2 separate regions of the Mus musculus genome follow, and region 2 is linked to region 1. The links are chromatin contacts, called in public HiChIP or PLAC-seq maps. All regions are on one chromosome and are shown on one strand. The core of a region is the stretch at or near the end of the contact, and the rest is flanking DNA. Distances in the headings are between cores, read along the strand shown. Region 1 holds the start of Megf11 (multiple EGF-like-domains 11). Region 2 overlaps Megf11 (multiple EGF-like-domains 11).

Region 1 (7,423 bases), core at 1,845-4,344:
CACCCCCGCAAAGTTCTGGCCTTTTCCTTATCCAGCCAGTCCCACGTGTCCCTGAGAGTCCCCAGTGGGCTCCCTCCTGGGGTTTTGGGAGGGTCTTTGTAGGAAAGGTGATCCTAGCAAGGAGACCTAGGGGAGGGAAGGCATGAGGGGCCATCTCAGCTAGGAAGGGGGACAGTACCCCTTTTCTTAGCCCTGGGCACCCCTGTCTCTGGGATTTATTTCCAGGAAGGAGGAGTCATTCCAACTTGGACAGAACAGTTCTGGCTTCTGCCCTCTCACCCTGTTCAGGCAGAAAGGCACATCCTTGTGCCCACAGAGGACAGATAACAGCACAAAGACTTGAGTTGGGGTGTCAGATTCTGGGTCCCTCAATCAGCTCATGGTACCTTTTCCCTCCTTCCTAAGGTATAATATGTGTGTGTGCACATATATATGCATATGTGTGTCTATGTATATATATATATGTACATATATATACATACATACATATATATATATATATATATATATATATATATATATATATATATATAATGATAGAACATACTTCTATGTATCGCTCAGTTGGTAGAGTGCATGCCTCACATGCATGAAGTCCTGGGTTTGATTCCCAGCACTGTGTAAAACCTGGCATAGTGCCATACACCTGGAATCCTAGCACTTGGGAGGTGGAGGCGAAAGATCAGAAGTTCAAGGTCATCCTTAGTTAAGTTCAAGGGCAGCCTGGCACGGCTCATCACCAGCACATTCAGCTGAGTGTAAGCTTTTGGGTGGCGACTGGACTTTGTTTGAGATTCTACCCTTTGGTGAGTAGCATAGTCTTAGATGTTACAGCTTCCCAAATAAACTTGGAGAAGTTGGGCCAGGCCAAGCACTATTGTGCCTCCTGCAAGCAGGCTCTCCTGGCAAGTGAATGATGGATTGTAGGTTCCGGCCGACCCCAAGCTGACTCCTAGAGATGTTTGCTAAAAGTGCTTCTGGCTCTGTTGTGACATGTGTTCTTGGAGGCCTGCCATCTGGGCAGGGAAAGCCCAGCTTTATAGATCCGTGCAGCTTTTTAGAGTATGGCAGAAAACCAGGCACCCACCCCCCTGTCCCTCAGCAGTCCTTAGACACATGATCCCTGCCTGGCAGTATGTGAGTGCAGCCAAGGAACGAGCCGGGCAGGACAGCCTGCTTTGTGCTGCTCTAGAGCACAATGGGTATCCAGAAAGACCCACCCAGCTCCACGAATCCACCAGCCCACTTAGACATTTCTACCACACAGAAAGTCAGAGTGAGAGGCACGGTAAATAAAGGTGGAGCTCAGAATCCAAGAGCCACTGTGCAGAGGAAGCTGTGTAAGCCTAGACTAATTTTAATTAAGCTAATATTAACCGCAGACAGTGGCCAAGTGCCACCAGTCACTGTTCCAGGAAATGGGCTTTGGTTTAATCCTCAGAAGGCTTGTGGTAATGTTAGCATTCCCATTTTACAAACAGGGAAACTGAAGCTAGAGGGACTCAGTGATCTTTCTAATGTCACAGTGAGTGGAGCTGGCTTCCCAGTGTGAGACTCACACCCCCTAGGGCTATGAAGTTGGGAACTTTTTCCAATGTCAGATTTGGTCTCCTCACTGCCAGATGGGGAACTTCATATATCACTAGATGGTTGGTCCTGCAAAGGAGGGGCTAGAGCACTAGAGAAGGCAGGAAGCTCCTGGGGTGCAGAATTTAAGGAGGGACTCACTCTGGCGGGTGAGTGACCCGGGTGTTTGCTAAGTGCTTCACCCGGTTTCAAGCTCTACTTTTATGTTGTGAACAAGAGGCTCTGCCATCTGTTGTCCGTTTAGTTTGACATTCCAAGGTAAGGAACTGCTGGGGAGGTTGGTTTGGAGTTTTGGGACCTGAAACCCCAATGCAGAAAGATCTCATCTGCTCACACCATTCCTGCAGAAGCCTAGCACTTACTGGATGAACCTGGTCTGGTGCTTGCAGAGCAGGGCTGCCTGTTGTGGGCCAATGGGAAGAGGGCTTCTTCTTATTTCTCCAAACCCCACTGGGCTGAAATGGACAGATGACAGGGAGTACACTCCTGGGGAAAGAGCTGGATCCTCAGGCTGCACGGGAGCCTGGGTCGAGTGGCTTGTCCCAAAGCCACAGACAATCTGCCTGTTCTAGTGGCAAAATTCTCCCTCCGGGTGCAGGACACCTTTCCCAAGTGTGGGACCCCACCTCACTTCAAGGGAAGGAAACACCCCACCACCCCCACCTCTGGCAAACAGGGAAGCAGGAGTGAGCCCCTCATATCTTGGAAAGGAGTAGGGGTGACCAGCAGGTGTTCCCACCACCTGGCTAGGACCCACTTACAAGCACACGAGGTGTAGTCTAAAGTGTCACCTGACTGAAGACTTCCAGGTGGCTCTGGGTGCAGTGCCAGGCCTCTGACACCCTATCATTAACATGCACCCTCCTCTGCCCCCCCCCACCCCCCATCTCATCCCCTGTTCGAAGACCTTGAAGTCTACAAGAAGCCCCGCTGGTTTAAGTCCAGCCTTTGGAGTTGACCACAGCAGTCCAGCCTTTGGAGTTGACCACAGCATGGCAAGTTCTTACTCTGGGGCCTGGCTGTCTGCACTTTACCTGGTGCAGCTCAGCTTGTTCTGCACACTGAGTTCTTTGCTTTTCTAGCTTTCCCTGGGTATCTATCTGTACTCAGCTTGTTAAAAGCTCAGTTTGGGGCATATTCCTGGTCCCCTTCCATCCTGGGCTAGCTTCGCCAGCCAGAGCTTCTACAAAGAACAGGTGCAGAGGCCACGCTAATCGGTCGGTCAGAAGGAAAAAAAAAAGGGGGGGGGGAGGGAGAAGGGAGTCGCGAGGGGTTAAAAGGAAGAGATACAGAAAAGAGAGAGCGGGGGAAAAACGGTAAAAGAACGATAACGGGTGGATGCAGAGTAGGGAAGTGAGAAGAGAACAGAGGGAATTAAAGAAGGCAACCGGCAGAGAGAAAGCTAGGAAAAAGAGCGAGGGAATGCGCGCGATCGCAGGGTCTGAAAAGAGGTGGGAGGGAGAGGGAGAGCGGAGGGAGGAGGGAAGAGGGAGGGGCCGAGGGACGCAGGGGGGTGGGGGCTGCCGTGGCAGCAGTCGCAGCGGCTCCAGCCTCCTGCTTGCTCACTCGTTCTCAGTGCCCGGAGCCGGCTGCCCGGCTCGGGGCGGTTCGCAGCTCCCTCTCCTGCCTGGGGACCTGAAGCCGCTCCGGCTCCGGGGTATAGGACCGCGCGACTGGCTGGCCCAAGCCCGGGGCGCGCCACGGAAGCAGGTAGATGGTTGGGTGGGGTCCGCGGGGACCCGGAGCCTCGGAGCACTGTGGGTGCATTGGGTCGGGGTGTGGGTTCCAGTTCAGGGGAGGGGGCTTTGCAGCGTCGCGACTAACTTTCCACCAGCTCCGTGGGTCCTCCGTGGCCAGGTCCCGGCTCTAGAAGGCGAGTTTGGCGAGGGGCAGAAGGTGGATGGCTGGGCTTGCGGGAGCGCCCGGGGGTCTATGCGAGACGTAGAGAGCCTCGGCTGGGCCAGGCGCGCGTCCTCTGGCCGCAGTCAGGACGCAGCGGCCGCCGCGTCTCCACGTGCGGGGGAAGACCCGAGAGTCGCGGTGCGGGTGTCCGGAAGAAGGAACCTGCCAGCTCTGCGCGAATCTGGGGTCTCCCGGCCGAGAGCCATTCTAGATGTGCGGGACCTTCGCCCCGCACCGCGTCCTTCCGACCCGGGTCCCGACGCAGAGCTGCGGGGCCGCGCGCAGGTCCCCGCGGAGCCCAAGCCCAGCCGGTGCCACGCGCAACGTGGACTCACTCTCTTTTTTTCCTCCTGATCCTGTCTACCCACTTTCACTGAGGGAATCCCGGACGCCCTGCAGTCCTGCGGGTCGCCCCTGGCTACATACCTCCGACCCTCGGCGGAGACCCCAACACCCAAAGTTAAAAGAGAAGCGAGTCCCTCTTCCTGCGCTCGTGGGCGGCTGTCCCGAACTTCCTAACTTCTCTCCCAAACGCGGGCGGTAGTGTTGTAGCTGGGCACACAGTGGTCCTGGTGGCAGCCCTGCGCAGGCACCTTCCCCTAAGACTTGATTTAGTCTTTTAATTTTTAGGAGGAAAAAAAAAAGACTTGAAAAATAGGTAAAACCGTTCCTTCCCGGGACCAAGGTTGCGAGTGGGACGGAGTCACGATCGGTCTGTAGTCTGGGAGCTCTGGGTCTCCGCCTGGCGGGCCCCAGAGCCCTCGAACCCCAGATGCTTTTTCCTGGAACTGCCTCCCACGCTCCATCCCACTGTCGTCGCGTCTCAGAATCCGTCCCCGTGAGTGCCTGCTGCGAGGCCAGCCGGCCTCTTTCCGGGCTGGTGATGCTCTCGAGAAAAACCGGTCCAAGTGACTGGGATCAGATTCTCCCACGCCTGGTCCCTCCGGGAGCCTATACAGCAGGGCCTCCCGCAGGTTGGAGGATGCTTACCAGGAGGTTAGGGCTCCCCGCCTTCCCAGCTCTCTGTGGCAAGGATACTTGTGCCCAGCGCATCTGCGCCCATCACTGTCCTGGGGGAAACTGGGGTTAATGTCCTGACCAGGTGGTGGCGCGCGGCAGGCTGCCGGGACCGTCCCGAGCCTGCCCCGATAGTGTTTTGGCTCCGGGAGTCCAGTGGCTGGATTCGCCGACCCTCATCTCTTTCCAGCGTTCGGTCTTTGTTGGACTGCAAGCCGAAAAGATCTTTTGTGAGGCTTAGCGGAGGTTTAGAAGTAGCAAAAAAGCTGGAGTTCTTTGCAGAGAGGATCATCTACGGGCCATCGCCCCCTCCCTGAAGGTTGGGTTCAGTGTCCCAGAGCATTGACATTAACGCCCAGCCTAGGATGTGAAGCTTAACCTGTTTCTTTGGCGGCTTTTCCTGCGGTGTGCACCAAGCACCGGGCTCTTGCTGTTGCTCACACATTGTTTAAGCCCCTAGAAAATTGAAGCCTGTAACTGCAGTCCTTCCCTTTCCTCCCATTCTGCAGATCAGCCTACTGAAGCCCAAAGAAGTGAAGGGACTCCCTTAGAGCTGACTAAGGGAAGTCTTCCTGCCTAAGGGCTGGGCACCTTTCCTGATTTCCCCCGTTGATTTCCACTTTCTTAGTGTTAGGCCATTGAATGATGAAAAGGCTGGAGGGCCAGGAGGTTGGAAGGTTAGAGGCAGGACACCGTGGGTAACCAGCATCTCCCAAGAGGAGCCATGTCTACTGTATGCCAAGTTTGTGCTTTGCCTGTCTGCTTTAAGATGCCACGGACCTGCCTCTCCGGTGGCCTGTGGGGCACACGTGGAGGGCACAACAGGGGTTGCTGTGTAGCAGAGTCCGGCAGGCACTCTCAGCTGAAACCATTCCCACAGGATCTAGAGTGAGCCTCACGCACTACTACGGGAAGAGAAAGATTTCCCAAGCCAAGGTTTCACTGCTAACCTCAGGCAGTGAAACGGTGTGGGTCAAGGAGAACTCAAGTTCAGCACTTGGCCTACAGGTCCACAACCTCTGTGGAAGGGGAAGGTTAGCAGTTGTCTCTGAAGGCAGAAGTCAGTGACCCTAGGGCCAGGGAGATGGCTGTGGAAGCTGCGGAAGCTGTTACCCCCCTCTCTCCTGCTTGTTTCCCCCCCCCCCCCCGCAAGCTTCCTAGGTTTCACGGAGGCTTCACGCATTCCTTTGCTTCTGCCAAGCCTCACTTATAGAAAGCAGGTGCTGGCAAATGAGATGGTCCAGCCCAGTAAGGGTGCTTGCGGCCAAGCCTGACAACATGAGTTCAATCCTGGAGACTCACGTGGTGGGAGGAGAGAGCTGATTCCCACAAAATTTGTCCTCCTGCCTTCACATGCTTGCTGTGGCATGCACCCTCTCTCCCTAAACACATACATAAACAGACAAGTGTAGTAGATTCTAGGTGCTTGGGTATTCTAGGCTTTGTATGAACTGGGCCTTTCCCCTCCTAGGGACATCTGGTCAACCCTTAGCTCTGCAGCAACTCCTTGGGCCCAGGGACTCAGCCAAGCATGGTCCCCAGCTTACTATGCCGACACCCCAGGTCCTACCCTCCTATGCTTACAGTCTAGTTTCAAGGACAAGGCACATAAACACATAAAGACCTCTGAAGAACGGTTGGCAATGTAACAAATGACCCCAGCCTCACCTCAAGGAGTGACAAGATCTGAAACAGTTGGCCCTGAAGTTTGGAGTGTCAGCTGGTTTTCAGGGGTGATCCAGGACAGCTGTATTGCTGACGTTATTTGTATGTGGCACTGGAGAGCAGCCTGAAGAGTTTCTGCTGGTCAGAGCATGGCAGGAGGGAGCAGAAGCATGTCGGCAACTGTGATCTTGCTAGGTCTCCATAGAGACTGCTGCCAGGTGACTATGTACCTCTGAAACTCCAGCACCAACAGCTGCCTGGTAAGCTCTAGAGCCCCACTGTACAGACTGATAAGTGGAACCTCGGGTCTGTAGACTGGGACAACTGTGCAGTCTAGGGGACCCAGAATTCAGGTGTCCCTGACGAGTCCCATTCAAGTTAAAGTGCTGATCTCCTGAACTGGGGGATGACTCAGTAAAGTGCTTACTGTGCAAGCAAGAGCACCTGAGTTTGAGTCCCACCCAGAACCCTCATGAAAGGCTGAGTATGGTGATATGCCCTTTGTAATCCCAGTGCTGGAACTCACCAGATAGACAGACTGACAGACAGACAGTTTAGCCTAATGGATGAGTCCCAGGTTCTAATGAGAGACCCAGCCTCAAAAACAAAGTGGACACCTCTTGAGGATGACACCTGAGGTTGGCCCCAGCCCTCTGCCTGCATTCATGCACCCACATGTGCAAATGCACACATACAAACACATAAAATAAATACGCATAACAACTGGAGCCCTTCTGTCTGTCTGGAAGGCTGAAGGCGTCATGTTTCTGCAGGGGGTGGGGGGGGGGAGGGCTTAGAGCAGCCCAGCTCCATGGACTCACCCTCAGTGGCGTGATTCAGTGGGCCTGGGGTGGCCTTGCTAATTGCCCTTTCTTTCCAGCTTTCCACCATGCTGATGCTCTCACTGTGAGAACCACACTTTAGGTGTGGACAACAGAGGAAAGGGACTGATTTTCTTGGAGACTCTACTGGAGTGGCTGGGGGTGGGGGGAGCTGGGACAAGGCTGTGATTTAGCACCAGGGACTCCCAGGACACTCTTATATGCGGTCCCATCCCCCCACTCCCCAGGTGGCCGTTGAATTAAAAGAATATTTTATCTTCATCAGCACACACACAGAGAATATATTGTCATGTAATTAGGGAATAAATAGGTGTCATGTGTTGGCTGCAGACTCTGTGCCCTGTGGCTCTGTGGGGGTTTATTAGAGTGGTGTTATAATTGAGAAGGTGCCATCCACTCCCGGAGCCCCT
Region 2 (7,050 bases), core at 2,853-5,352, 290 kb after region 1:
TGCCCACTTGAAGAGCCCTGAGAGTCTGTCTGGGATGCAGGTGCAGACAGGATGAGAGTAAGGAAATCCTTAGCTGCAGCTTCCTCTGGAGTGGGACCTGCAGGGCAGCTATGTAGCCAGAAAGGACAATAGGCTTTCTCAGCACTGAGGGAAACAGTCTAATTTCACAGCCACACCCACAAGCCCCTGGGATGCCCAGCACAGCTCTCTTTAAGACACTGCCTGATAGAACTTCCTGCGCACACCGGTCTAGAACTAATTGCTGTCCTGACAGTGCCTGCAGGGAGCAGACTGCAAGGTCACAGCCAGGCTGAGTGACTTGATTCCCAGTCCTCTTCTGCAGCCTCCTCCCTGCATGGAGACTTGGGGGGGGGGGAGATGAGGTGTTTTTCTGACCATCCCTCAGCCTGATGCCTTCTTTCAGTTCTGGTTGTAATGGGGACAGAGAGCTCAGGAGGCAGGACAGAAGGGCCCAGTGTCCCCTCCCTCAGGACTTGGGCCCATATTTCTCCCTAGGATGACAGCATTTCTATTACCTTAAAGGGCTCATCTATTCATGCTGCAATTTTTTGAAGCCCTGTCTGCCATTATTGAGCCCTGCATGCTGGCAAAGGGAGCAGGCACTCCATCACCCAAATGAACCAACTCCTTCCTGCATTTTTCTCAGCTTTCTCCGCTCTGTCCATAGGTCATATGCAAAGCTTAGCTGCTTGGGCTAGGGAAGGCAGGAGGGGGCCAGAGTCACGACCGCCAGATCAGTGGGGCAGCAATTGAATTTTCTCTGCACAAGGTTTCTGGCATCCTTTAAAGAGGTCTTTCCGCCAGCTTCCCAGCCTCGGGGTGTGTGGTTCCTGAGCTGGAACTCTGGAATGACGGCCGGTGTGGCCAGGAGAGAGTGCAGGGTGGAAATGACAGCCAGGCGACACACGAAGCACACCTGTGCACTTCCCGTTCCATGCTCATCACCATTGTTCTAAGAGCAGAAAAGCAATTTCTCATTCCCTGCCCCACCCCCCATCATGGTCTACCGTCTCAATTATTGTCATAAAAGATTTTTCCTGATGCATATTAAGCATGACAAATTTATCCTCTAGCTGATGTAGTTGCATGAACAAGACTGTGCAAAGCTTTAAAAATTACCAAAAATATTAACACACACACACTCATGCACACACATTTACACATACTCATGCACATACCTTTACACACATTCATGAACACATGTGCATGCACACTCACACACTCAGGTGCACACACATACACATATACTCTAATTGACACACACATATTCATGCACATACATACACACTTATACACTCACACATACTAATACATGGTCACACACACTCAAACACAGCTCACTCACACACATTCACACATGTACTTATGCATACACACTCTCACACACATTCATGTACACACACACTCTCACATACACACACACACACACACACATATTCTAGCACTGCTGCCTCCTGCTATGTGGCTTTGATAGTTACTTGAGTATCTCAAGGCTTGGATTTCATTTTTTTATCATTATTCTTGGAGTGTAGGCAGGTATATGCATGCCACAGTGTGTGTGTGTGTGTGTGTGTGTGTGTGTGTGTGTGTGTCAGAGGATAACTTTCAGGAGTTGTTTCTCTCCTTCCACTGTGGGTTCCCCGTCACAGGCTTACATGGCAAGCACATGTGTGCCATTTGCTGGCTTTTAAAAAGTTCAGTTTTTCATCTATGAGATGGGGCTGAGCATGTAGCTCAGTCAGTAGAGTACTTACCAACCATGCACAAAGCCCTGGGTTCGATTCCTAGCACCCCATAAACCTGGCATGGTGGCACATACCTGTAATCCTAGCACTTGGGAGGTGAAAGCAGAAGGATCAGAAGTTCACAGTCATCTCAGATACGTAGAGAGTTTGAAGCTAGGCTGAGCTACAAACAATAACAATTCACCTGTAACACAGGAAACACATGCATATTCTGTTCTAATGTGACCCTTAGGATTGAACGGTGTAAAATGTACTCAGTGCTTAGAATAAAACTTGACTTGTAGTAGATGTTCAGTGATGCTTGTTAAGGTATGTCATGGGACTGTGCCAGGTTTGAGTTAAACATGGGCAAGGTCTTGAGGTCAAGTGGGGCTGAGTAGGAAGCTGAATCTGACCCTCAGCATCTACATGGCCCACAGCCATGTGCTCAGCCTCTTAGAGTCCCACATGCCTCTCTGTACAATGGGCAAAGAATGATGGCCATGCAGAAGCAAGGACAGAGAGTGAGTCGCTGGCCAGAGCTTGTTGTGGAGAGCTGAGAATTCTCTCTCAGGAGAAGAGCTAGAAGGACACGCTGCACTTCCTTAACCCCCCCCCCCCATTCTGCTGGGGAGGAAACTAAGGGCTGACAGAGAGAGTGACTTGCCTCTGGTCACATAGCAAAAGGATGCAGCAGAGCTGGGGTCCGGCAGAGGTGAGAACTCCAGCTGATGCTCTCATGCCCTTCACCTGCCTGTCAGGAGCTTGTTCTCCCCTGGGCAGGAAGGAGAGTGGTGAAGACACTCGGGTGGTGTGTACCAGGAAGTTAAATCATGTTGGCAATTAATCCACAGAGCAAAGTAGAGAGAATTGGCTTTGTGTCACTGAGGCTCAGGCTAGCATCTCCCTCTGGGACTCTGTGGTTTGTGGCTTCATTAGGGGAAAGTGCTGAGTCTTCTCTTCCTATCCCATCCCATCCTTTTCCTGCCAAGCTCCTGCTGCCCTCCTCAGTGTCCTCGTCACTTGGGCGGTGGCCTTGCCATCTCTGTGTCAGCTGGAGGAGTCAGGGTGGGTCCCAGGCACGTGGGCTTCCAATACACCCAGACTCCTTTTTGCCCAGAGTCACTTGCATAGCTTGGACCTCTGCTGGCCAGGAACCAGGACCTGGGTCTGAGCCTTGGATTCTCGGGGTTGTCCAGAGCCTCTACGGGCAGTCTGATGCGTGGCTCTGAGGGTGTGCATCGTGAGTGCTGAGCATAGCCAGCCCAGGACTGTGTTCTCCTTACTCCACACAACAAGCTTCAGATGTGTGTGTGGGGGGGGGGGGGTTGTGAGGACTCCCACCTTGCACAAGAAGAAACTGATGTTCAGGGAGGCAAAGTGACCTTCCCCAGTACACTGTAGCTGAGCTAAACACTGAACCTAGAACCTGCTTTAGCCTTGAGTCCACACTACCTGAAGAGGAGAGAATTATGATGGAGGGTTCTAATTGACTAGGTACCTTCCCAGACAAGTGGGAAGGTCTCAGTTGGAGCCAGATGGCCTCCCACCTTTGTCTTCCTTGGGAGGTAGGTCAGGTGCCACGGAATCTCTCAGACTTGCAGAATGTATCTGTCCACGACCCAGGGGGTAGGGGGCTAGGATCCTGAGCTGAGAGCTCCACAACCAGGCTCAATTCCAGCCACTGCCTAGGAGTGGACTAGTCAGGAGTCAGGTCTGGGCTCTAGCCAGGGTTCCGCCCTACTCACCATTAAGTCACTGTGCTCTTCTGGATATTACCTTTATCTTCTACACACCTGACCCTGGTCTCCTGAGGCTGGCATGAAGCTCAGATGCAACAGTGATTAAGAAGGATTCAGAAAACACCAGGAAATGAGCAGAAGGGACATGGGCTACAGACCTGAAACCACCAGGCCTGTGATACGTGACACAGAAGAACCAGCTGTGACTGTGAGCCACATCTCCAGCCCTGTCCCTGCCCCACAGCCCTGCCCTTGCACCATAGCCCCACCCCTACTCCACAGCCCCGCCCCTGCCCACAGCCCTGCCCTTGCACCATAGCCCCACCCCTACTCCACAGCCCCGCCCCTGCCCCACAGCCCTGCCCTTGCACCATAGCCCCACCCCTACTCCACAGCCCCGCCCCTGCCCCACAGCCCTGCCCTTGTACCATAGCCCCACCCCTACTCCACAGCCCCGCCCCTGCCCCACAGCCCTGCCCTTGCACCATAGCCCCACCCCTACTCCACAGCCCCGCCCCTGCCCACAGCCCTGCCCTTGCACCATAGCCCCACCTCTACTCCACAGCCCCGCCCCTGCCCACAGCCCTGCCCCTGCACTACAGCCCTGCCCCCAGCCTTTTCTCCCTAGGTATGATCGCTAGTAATCTCATTTGTAAGAGGAATTACACACTCCATGAGGGGAAGGAGTTTGGTTATGACTTAAAAATGAGAGATGCTGTTGAAAGGGGTGGTGAACCAACAGGAAAAAGGAGGTGGAACAACCTGATGTGTGTGGGGAGGTACACTGTAATTCCAGCACTCAAGAGCTGAGGCAGGAGGATGACAGGAAAGAGACCCCATTTTATGAACAAAACAAAGTTGTAAGGAGGGCGATGTAGTCCCCTGAACTCAGACCAGGGAAGGTGTCTGGGGTCTCTGAGAGCATCAGGCTCAGATGGCACAGATGAGCAGAGTAGGAAAGCAGTGAGAGGCAGTGGGAACTCAAGTGACTGGGCCCTGAAGGCTTGGCTGGAGAGCCGACCCTAATGCACCAGACGAACAGGAGCCACTGCAGCCCAGAGCAGGGCTGTAACAGGGAGCAGGCCTTGACCTCCCTCCTACATCTAAGGGGGTAGTGACAGTGTAGCATCCAGAGTCAGCATCAGCATCAGCATCAGCATCAGCATGGAACAGCCCCTGCTCTAGTGCAGTGTGCTCCCTGCTGGGGCTATATCTCAGTTGACAGAATGCTTGCCTACATGCACAAAGCCCTCAGTTCAATCCTCAGCGCCACATAAACTGGATATGAAGGGGGAGACAGAGAATCAGAGGTTCAGGGCCAGTCTGAAGTACAGAGAGTTGGAAGACAGCCTGGACTATAGGAGACACCGTCTAAAAACAGCATCCCCACCCCCAATGTCCTGAATGTCTGGATTAAATCAATGCATACGAACTGACCACAAACTCCAGCTGGGGCACTGGGCTGAGTGAGGCCGGCAGGGCAGAGTGCTTCCTTCCCAGTCCTCACCTCATGCCCCTACTAGCTAGTAAGAGATCACCGGAGTTCTAAATGTCAATTCTATTACCACTGTGGTAAGTGCCACTGTAACAGGGGCGCTTGCTCTGCAAGAGGGGAGAAGCAGTAGATTAAAGGACATGGGAGCGGAAAAGGACTGTAGGTCACATTGAGTCTGTCCTGATGGTGAGCAGGACCCAGGGCACTTGGCAGCCACACTGGGCTGAATGAGCGGTGGATGAGGCCATGTGCTTTGGTCTCACTGCAACCCACAAACCCTGACTGACAGTCCGGGGCTTGCCTTCCCGACTCATCCCATCTCCTCCTCCAGCAAAATACATGTGGATAAATGCCCGGTGGGCATGACAGCCCTTGTGTGAGCCCATCCTGAGTAAGTGGGCTAGGAAAAGAGACCAGGCATATCTGTGAGTTCCAGGTTTGGCTGAGAGAGAGACGCTGCCTCTGTGAATAAGGTGGAAGAAAGAGGGGATGATTCCTGACAACTTCTGGCTTCCACAGGCATGCACATATACATGGATGCACCCCATGCATGTGTACATACATGCACACACCCCCACACATGCATGCAAAAAACATGCATACATATATGCACATCACAAAATACACGGAAAAATAGAAAAATGGAAAAAGAAAGTACACGCAGGCCAGGGGAGTTTCTTTGCTATCCCCTGGGCCCCTCTGCTAAGCTCTGACAGGCAGGCGGGTGCACAAACCCCCTTAGCATGCATGTAAGGAACCTAGGGTAACCCCATTTATACTGCCTCCCACCCACTGAGTGTATTTAAGGGGACCCAGGGATAAACTTTCAGAATTTCCTCCTTTGTATAAGGGAGGGGCAAAACCCTTCCGTCCTCTTTCTCCTCCGATGCCCAAAAACACTCATTAACCTCTTGACCATTTCGAGGAGAAGGGATAATCGGCACAAGAGGCCCAGCTGTTGATTAATTTTCCCAAACAGAGCCAAACTACAAAGCAGCATATTGCAGAGGAGAAAAAGCCAACAAGCAATGTTTGAAACAAATTTTATGGAACACATAAGGCACCAGGGTTGGGTCCAGCCAGTCGGGCAGGAGAGGCTTCCATCTGTCAGGAGCAGCATCGAGGGTTCCGTGCATCAGCAACTCTCATATCAGGTTCAGAATGTAAGCAGCCCACTCTGCATCCGTAATTAACAGGCCTCATAGAGGAGGAAGTCCACAGCTGCCTCCTGGAGCAGAATGAGGAGGCCTGGTGGAATAGAGGGAAGCAGCCTGTTGTGGAAGACGGGCACAAGATCCTGTGGGCAGAGGTGCCTCCTTCCCAGAAGTGCTCAGTGTCTTAGATGGAATAGCAGAACACACAAGCACCGGTGCATTTGGGTTCAGACACGGGCACATCCTCTGATGTCCTACTGTTCTTAGGCAGTGAATGTACTGTGTAAGCAGACAGAGAGAGTGGGCTGGCAGGGACAGCCTTGCACTGTCATCCATAGCAACAGGAGGTGTTGTCTCAGAGACCTCCACTGCAGAGAACAGTGTTCTTGGTCTCAGCAGAGAGTTTCAGGGCCCGTCTGTGGTAATCAGAAATGGAGCTATTTTTGAAAAGGATTCAATATAGAATTAAAAATAGGCACGAGGGGGAAGCCAGACAAGAGACCATCCCTGGAGTTGTCAGGGTGTGGGCCCTTGGTAGTTCTAACAGCTAGTCTCTGCCACCTGTCCTCAAGGGACAGGTGATAGTGAAAGTAGAAAAGGAGATGTGTTCAATATGGCGTATGGCCACAAGCCCAGTGACACTCCACTCCCACCACCTTGCCTATCCTGGAGTCTTGACATGAGGTTCAGGTTAGAAGGGGAGAGGTATACATAACTAAGCAGTCATGGCCAAGATGTGGGGGCTCCCCCATCGTCATCATCATCATCGTCATCTGTGTGAGGTTTCCTTTCATCCTGGGAGACAAACTCCCCATCTGGTCAGCATCAGGTCCTCAGCCTTTTCCTTCTCAGCATGAGATTCCTAGGGAAAGTCCAATTTCCCATTAATTAACAAAACTCCATCAAACTCTGAG

Evidence for each region. HiChIP or PLAC-seq counts read pairs in DNA pulled down with a chosen protein or histone mark.
Region 2: an H3K4me3 HiChIP or PLAC-seq map of embryonic midbrain shows a contact between it and region 1, with 5 times the contacts expected there. The contact joins the enhancer-like site here to the promoter of Megf11 in region 1. A contact is called at or near these places in 12 of 39 promoter capture datasets (the 3T3-L1 cell line, the C10 cell line, the HPC-7 cell line and 8 more), 23 of 484 Hi-C or Micro-C datasets (B cells, the CH12 cell line, ECoMG-derived neutrophils and 17 more), 13 of 115 datasets of contacts at active chromatin or transcription factors (bone marrow-derived macrophages, embryonic basal ganglia, embryonic forebrain and 8 more) and 2 of 9 other capture datasets (adipose tissue and pancreatic islet).

Annotation. Positions count from the first base shown.
Region 1 is chr9:64,382,532-64,389,954 of GRCm38.p6, forward strand. Megf11 (multiple EGF-like-domains 11) reads left to right here and starts at 3,095. Exons shown (of 25, transcript NM_001134399.1): 1 at 3,095-3,297.
Region 2 is chr9:64,668,054-64,675,103 of GRCm38.p6, forward strand. All of the region lies in intron 10 of Megf11 (multiple EGF-like-domains 11), which reads left to right. Gm36311 (a long non-coding RNA gene) reads right to left here. Exons shown (of 2, transcript XR_870862.1): 2 at 6,009-6,998. Among named protein-coding and RNA genes, the nearest start is that of Gm36311, 14 kb to the right of the region's middle. Within about 2 kb of position 4,103, at least 68 of the 459 cell types and tissues checked have an H3K27ac peak or open chromatin away from gene starts, as enhancers often do. A contact at or near this core is called in the N1E-115 cell line and pre-megakaryocyte-erythroid progenitors, where this site is marked.